Linked DNA regions of Anas platyrhynchos: region 2 is linked to region 1. The links are chromatin contacts, called in public Hi-C maps. All regions are on one chromosome and are shown on one strand. Each heading gives the region's core, a stretch centred on a gene start, on an enhancer-like site or on the middle of the called end of the contact. The rest is flanking DNA. Distances are from core to core; before and after follow the strand shown. Region 1 holds the start of PPFIBP2 (PPFIA binding protein 2). Region 2 overlaps PPFIBP2 (PPFIA binding protein 2).

What was found. A called contact is a pair of places that touch in the nucleus more often than the background predicts.
Region 2: a Hi-C map of F5 follicle shows a contact between it and region 1, with 4 times the contacts expected there. The contact joins the enhancer-like site here to the promoter of PPFIBP2 in region 1. A contact is called at or near these places in 5 of 8 Hi-C or Micro-C datasets (F1 follicle, F5 follicle, skeletal muscle and 1 more).

Annotation. Positions count from the first base shown.
Region 1 is chr5:59,807,214-59,810,603 of IASCAAS_PekinDuck_T2T, forward strand. It overlaps PPFIBP2 (PPFIA binding protein 2), which reads left to right and starts at 2,001. Exons shown (of 30, transcript XM_072039236.1): 1 at 2,001-2,226. The coding sequence starts at 2,111.
Region 2 is chr5:59,907,725-59,911,703 of IASCAAS_PekinDuck_T2T, forward strand. It overlaps PPFIBP2 (PPFIA binding protein 2), which reads left to right. Exons shown (of 30, transcript XM_072039236.1): 19 at 292-324; 20 at 897-1,035; 21 at 1,723-1,851; 22 at 2,605-2,755; 23 at 2,914-3,025; 24 at 3,720-3,808. CYB5R2 (cytochrome b5 reductase 2) reads right to left here. Exons shown (of 10, transcript XM_027458412.3): 10 at 491-1,026. Among named protein-coding and RNA genes, the nearest start is that of CYB5R2, 19 kb to the right of the region's middle. Within about 2 kb of position 2,192, at least 3 of the 8 cell types and tissues checked have an H3K27ac peak or open chromatin away from gene starts, as enhancers often do. A contact at or near this core is called in F5 follicle, where this site is marked.

The sequences.
Region 1 (3,390 bases), core at 751-3,250:
TCAGAAAAACACTTTTTGGAGAGAGAAACCTCTAACTAGCTATTACCATAACAAGACAAAGAAAGCTCACATTAAGCTCAAAAAAAAAAAAATAAAAAAAAATTATGTCACACAATAAAACTTGCAGCTTAACTAAACTTGAAAGTTGAAAATAAAATTGAATTGCAAAGTACCTGAAAAGGCTTGCTAGCTGCCCAAATATCAAAATTAGCAATGCTTATGGGAAAATAAAATAACTCTACTTTTATTTGAACTAACAAAAACTATAGTAAAACACAGAACAAGTAGCTTCATCTTTTAAACAGAGATGAGCATATTCAGATGCTTATACAGCTGTAATCAGTGTGAAATCACAACAGGATTCAGAGGTAATTTGCAATGAAACACAGGTTTCCTCGTAATCTACCAAAACTCATGCAGCTGTGGCATTACAATCAAGCTAAAAACAATCCTCTTGAGAGGGCTCATGATGGTACACAAATAGTTTCCCCACCAGCTCTAGTTCCAGTCTGGTATAAAGAAATTTGGAGGGTGTGTAGCTTCTACTGTCAAATCCTAGTCTGAGCCCTAATCACCTGGATTAAAATATCCGTGTCTTCTGCCAGAAACGTATTTTTAAAAGGCATGATTCAAGTAGAACATGTGTAATTTTCTAACTGAAAACATACATGTAGGTAGCTCACGGTAAAGGACTTAATTTGGTTTTATTTGCCTCTAACCTTAGCATTTACAGTGTGACTTTAATATGAGGTAAGATCTATGTATCAGCAGAGACGGTTAAGTTCCAGACATATACCTTGATTTGGGAGAAGACAGTATGATAACTTGTTTTGGCCATGCAGAAGAAAGGAAAATCTTTATGTAGCTTTTATTTACCAACCAGTGATTATTTACCAACCCCTAGTGATGCTTCCCAATTTATATAAGATCTGCTATAAAATCAAATATTCATAATATTACATTGACTTAGAATCTTGATAACTGGCTTTAAAGTTCATGGACACTATAAAGGAAGCCTAGCAAATGTGTTTTTAGTCATTTTTTCAGCTATGAGACACTCAGTCTCCTATGCTAGTTAATTTTAAAAATAAAAACATAGGAAGAGACACTTTTATTGTTATTTCTAAAATCCTGTGAAAACATAGTGACTGAGAGGTAGGTGGACATCTTTCAATTAGGCATGCTGCTCAAAGCCAGGACAGAGAAGAGATGCATTAGCAGTTTAGAACTGCTAAAAAAACTACAGTCTTGGAGAGACAGAACATGTTTTTAAGTGCTAGTCCAAGTTTCAGAAAACCAAAAGGTTATCTGTGAAGGCAGAGAAAGTAAGAAAGGGAACAGGCATGGGGAAGTGTCCAGAAGTCCGACTCCGTAAAAGGTCAAGAAAGGTTCTTTGACAGGAAACTTTTATTGGGTATTAACAGACTACATGCCCCCCCAGGGAATCTGTAAAACTAGGAGTTCCCGTTCCGGGTGTCAGTCATGGCCAATTACTTATAATTTCTGAGCTATGCATGCTATGGCACACACATACAGGTTATCAACTCCTGAATCTGAGACAATCATTAGAGATTGGGTCCTGCTGCTTTTTTTTGTAGGTGATGATTTGGTTGTGGGGTAGTTGGAGTCCTCTTGCAGTAGATCTTAGTGACTGCTTGCAGGCCAACCTTTAAGATAATTTTAAGACGTGTATCAGCCAAAGATTTTGTTATACATGACTGACACATTGCCTGATCTTATTTAAATCTCCATAGAAAGTATCATTTATCTTCTCTGTGAAGTCACATTTTAGCAAATACCAGAAAACGCTAACAAAAGGAAGCTGAACAGTAAACCAAGAGCTCTGGCATGTGACTGAGTTACTGCATCTCAGCTGAGTCATGGTAAATGACCTTGCCTGCCCTTGCAAACATAGAGGTCAGATGAAAGCGGTTTAAGCTAATCTTTACTGCATGAGAGTTGCAACAAGTTAAATCAGGTGCCATGGTTTGCTTCTGCAGCTAAGCAAACAGTATTTTGTTATATCAGACTTACTGAATTGTAAACAAAATATGTTGGAGCTGTCTGAGGCTTTTCTCTATAACAAAGATGGCTTCTTGCATCCATATGTATGATTATAAGAAAAAAGAACTGTGCATTAACAACTGTTAAAGACAGAAGTGATCAAGAGCATTATCTGGAGAAACAGAGGAGAGAGAACATTGCCTTGCAGCTCAAAACTTGCAGGTAAGACTAACTTGAAGTTTTCCTGCTGTTATGATTTCTCCTATTTTTGAAGCTAGTGGATTAAAAAATAAATAAAAGCTCATAAAAATTGCATCTTACTTGACTCAAACCTAAATGCTGGCTAGAAACTTTTGCCAGAAGGTCGCAGAACAATGAATACATTTTTAGCAGATAAACAGTTTAATAATGTCTTATATAATTGAAAATACTTTCTAGCATGTATTTTTCTACCATTTCTTAACACATAACTTTTCAAACAAATTTAGATAAACATGAAATCCCACAGTGTTCAGAGTTAAGTCTGACTCAAACAAGCCTTGTGGCTCATAATTACCTCAGTATAGAAAATAGAGTAACAGCTTATAGGGTAGACTATTCTCTATCCATAAGCAGACAGTAACTTACGGTAAAAGCTCTGTTTTCCAGACTGCATTAAGAAGGTCTCTCCATGATGGTTACAGCTAACTTGGATGCAGATGTTATAAACAGCTGTCTGTCCAAAACACTGCACCTGCCCTCCAATAGTTTTTTGTTTGTTTGTTTTTGTTGTTTTTTTTTTTTGTTGTTGTTGTTTTTATTTACTGTGGTAGACTTGTCAACCTACAACCCTCCCCCGCCCAGGTCCATAGGGACCTACTAGTATATACCTGGGAGCAGAGAAAGTTAATTCCAAACACTTTCAAGATCACTCGTACTTGTTTTGGAAGCTGAACGCTAGATGGAGCTACGTTCTTGTGGCACCACTGGCTAAACTCAGCTAGTTACAGCTGTCTGACATAATCCCAACTAATTAAATGCTAGCAGCCAGACCAATAGCTTCTTTACAAGTGTTTAAAAACGCTGAACAAAAGTAACAGTACATTTCTGAAAGAGTTTCTAAGAGCTCCATTTGTCCATTAAAGACTTCTGAAATTTAAACAAAAGACTGGAAAACAATTCAGCTAAATAAGCATAGTATTCCGTAAGAAATGTGCCTATATGTTAAGGAATAAAAATAAGTGTATTTCATCTTACCTGATGAGAGAGAGACATCTGAATGAAGAAAGACTTTTATATCGTATATACTGCTACGGAACTCTTGGTACTCTAAATTGAGAGAGAAAAAATAGTATATTGAGATTTAGTTACAAGTACCTCTACTTGTCCAGATCACAAGAAAATTTC
Region 2 (3,979 bases), core at 942-3,441, 100 kb after region 1:
TTCTGAAGTGCTGCAGGCTTTATGGAGCTCTGTAGCATATGTTTAAATATTTTTTGAGAGAGAGAGAGAAATGATCATTCCAGTCTACTTAAGATGACCTGTGCAGGATTCCTGGGGCTTGTGCAAACCAATGCACATTCGCTTTCATGTCAAGCATAACTGCTTCTTTTCTTTTTGTTTCTGCTTTTAATGCTTAGCTTACTTCTTTGCTCTTCCATAACTTTATTTTGCTGGTGTTTTATATCTTCTTTGCTTCTTCATCTGGCTTTCTGCTTCTTGGGATGACTGAAGATCGCATCAGGAGTGTCAGTGCACCAGTGCTAGGTATTGTATCCAAACAAGATGCAACTTTAACATGAATTTTGCTACTTATTTTTTCCTTTCCTTTTTCCCTCCCTTTCTCTCCTCTATAAAATACTAATACCAAGGGGGCAATCCACACTGAATTTCTTAAGTGCAGTGCTGAAATGAAATAAGAGCTTTCCCTCTATGGCATTCATATGGGATTTATTTTTTATTTTTTTTTAATACTTGTTCATGATCTTACTTGAGTGAAAACAGAAAAATTCCCACCGATTTTAATGGAAGAGTTTTGGTATTAACAGTAGAAAGGCAAGAGCAGACCCAAGTGAAGATTCTGAATTAATTAAAATAATGTTTTTAAATAAATTGAAACAACAATACTGTTTTACTTTTTTTTTTTTCTTTTTTTTTTTGGTATGTAATGTACAGCTAATATTTTTTTCCCCTTCTGAGCAATACTTTCTTATACAGGAACATTTTATTTTATCTTTACTTATTTATTACCTTTTTTCTTTTTTTAAAGTATTAGTCTCCCAGATAACCACTTTGTCAACAGTTAGTAAAAAATGTGACTATTATTGTTCTTAACCCAGGAGAAACAGAGAACGTGGATGGTACAGTAGTCTCAGATGACCTTTCACCTCTTTCTTCTGGAACGGATTCAGGTCCACAGTCTCCACTGTCTCCAGAAAATAGAAAGAGTCCAAAAGGGATCAAGAAAATCTGGGGAAAGTAAGATAATTTTTTTTTTTAGTTTCTTATCAAAGTATTTCAACAGAATTAATTCGGTTCTCAGTAAAAAATACGGTACCTACAGCAAGAATAAAATAAAGTTCAGGAAAAGGAGGAAAAGGAGCTCTGTTCTGTGATTGTACAGGTGTGTCTCTATGTGCACATGGGTGGAGGAAAATGCATGGTAATATACAAAGCATCACGTTATTGGAAGAAATAACGTATTCTGCTGTGTTGTTATAATGCTAAAGATTTAGAGTACCAACAGTTTCAGTAGCTACGAAAAAATTAAATGATAGTCAGTTGTTCATTACAGGAGCCTTCAGTTATAAAAAAAAAAAAAAAAAAAAAAAGTCTAAGAAAACAGAAGAAACAAAAAGCAGGGGGACTGAGTTTTACTGCGTTCGTTTTATCTGCTTCAGGACAGCAGATGTTTAGAAGCCTGACCTCCAGTGTAGATTATTACTTGTGTTGAAAGGTCATGGCTGTTTTGCAGAGCTTTTTTCTTTACTCAGAGTTTGGTCTAGACAGCGTTTGCTTGGAACTTCTTTGGCTGCTGCTTGAATCATATGTTTGTGGTTTACAGGAAGATTGATACAGCTTCTAGTTGTCATTATAGTTTCCATATGAAACAAATGTTCTCTGTTGGACGCTAATAGTACTGTCTTGGCGCTCTTTTTTTGAAAGAATACGAAGAACTCAGTCTGGTAACTTCCCTGCAGACGATCTGGGTTTGGCAGAGTTCCGAAGAGGCGGTCTCCGTGCAACAGCTGGGCCTCGGTTATCCAGATCAAAGGAAACCAAAGGCCAGAAAAGGTAATGATTTCTTCTTTTCTTTGCACAGTGTATTAAAAGATGCTGTTAAATACACTGAACAGCAAAACACTTCTCTTGTGCAATACATTGTCCAATATACTTTGTTACACATGGAATTCCCCAACTGGAAAGAATTTCCCTGGTAGAAAATGTATCCTGATTAGCTTGCCTATCTGCACTCCTTCAGCTGCAGGTAGCAGCACCAAAATTTCACCTTTATTAAAGAACAAGGGAACTTATTATCATCTCATGTGGGAATATTTGCAGTGCTGAGAATTCAGCAATTAATTACCCTTTTCTTTATTTTCAAGTGGGAAACTTTAATCCTTATCACCCTACCCTGCTCCAACTGTTCACAAGAGGAAGCTAGGCAGTCAGATTAGGAGGACAACCTGAAAGGGTTGTTAGACATTGGAACAGGCTGCCCAGGGAAGTGGTGGAGTCACCATCCCTGGAGGTCTTTAAAAGACGTTTAGATGTAGAGCTTAGGGATATGGTTTAGTGGGGACTGTTAGCGTTAGGTCAGAGGTTGGACTCGATGATCTTGAGGTCTCTTCCAACCTAGAAATTCTGTGATTCTGTGACACTACTACCACAGCATATACTGAGAGAATGGCTGTTGGGCTTTATTATTTCACAGGATAAAGAATACTAGGACCTAGGCTATAGTATTTCCTCTGGTATGTAATGATCTTTCTGATAAGAACCGTATTCTTTCCTGTAAGAGTTTCAAAGAGTTATTTTACTTTTCAGTGACTACAATGCTCCATTTGCTCAGTGGAGCACTGAGAGAGTTTGTAACTGGCTTGAGGACTTTGGTCTAGGGCAGTACGTCATTTTTGCACGGCAGTGGGTGACTTCAGGCCATACGCTGTTAACTGCAACACCTCAGGACATGGAAAAGGTAATATCTGTAACTGTTTTTCTCAAGCAACCATAAATCTTGATTCAGTACAACCAGATCCCTTCAGACAATTGGCAATTCTACCTTTTTGAAATGTTTCAGTAGCTGTTTAACGAGATGAAAAGAGCAAACTACTTTTTTAATGGTTATTGTTACAGGAAATGGGAATAAAGCATCCACTGCACAGGAAGAAATTAGTTTTGGCCATTAAATCAATAAATGCAAAACAAGATGAGAAATCTGCACAACTCGATCATATCTGGGTGACACGTAAGTGTTTGAAGAATTGTGGAAGTGTTTGTAAAATATTTTTTTTTCTTACACAGCTGAGCAGGAATGAAAAAAGAAAAAAGAGTAGTTCTACAAATAGATGACTATGGGGTTTCCTTCTTTATCTGCATACTCCACATAATCTCAACTAGAAGTCAGCGCTGGGTGGAATACTTTATAAAGCACATAGCATTTAATAGTCTGATGCCTTTCATGGTGCCCATGTTTCATAAAGTAGTTCAGTACTCTGCAATCTGAAAGGTAGAGTTCCAATGGGAACTTCATTCCATGCAACCATATTTGGACATCAAGAACAATACAAAAACCCCCATTCTATGAAAAATTTTGCCCTGTTGAAACTTAGTGCTCTTAAAAAATGTCTGATACCTGCTTAAACAAACGTATTGCAGGCCCATCCATCTTGAAGGACAACGAATGTACACTATGGGTGGTATGTCTCAGTCTAGCAAAAGCTAAGTTTTACAGTACAGAAGGTTTGTATTTAAAGTATTGCAGGGGTATTATAGGAAAAGCTGGATGAATTGCTTTTAGGCTTCTGCTATGAGGCTGTCCTTTAGAGAGGTGAGTAAGCAGAATGAGCTAACTGAATGCCTCAGAAGAAACCTGCCCAGATTAGAAGGGCTTCATCCTTACTGACCCACATTTGGGTACAACACTGTTCTTGTATCTGCAGGCTGGCTTGATGACATTGGTTTACCTCAGTACAAAGACCAGTTTCACGAGTCCAGAGTTGATGGGAGAATGTTGCAGTATTTAACTGTGGTAAGCTAAAATCCTTTTGCCTCAGTTTAACTTAACTCTGAACTTTAGAATGAGCAAACCATTACAGACTTTTTCTTAGAATGTGAGCAGTTAAAGACTTCTGCAAGCCAGAAATAGTGCTAGTAATAACTCCTTGGTGTTGTTTAGTGCATGATCACTGTTCCCAAGGTA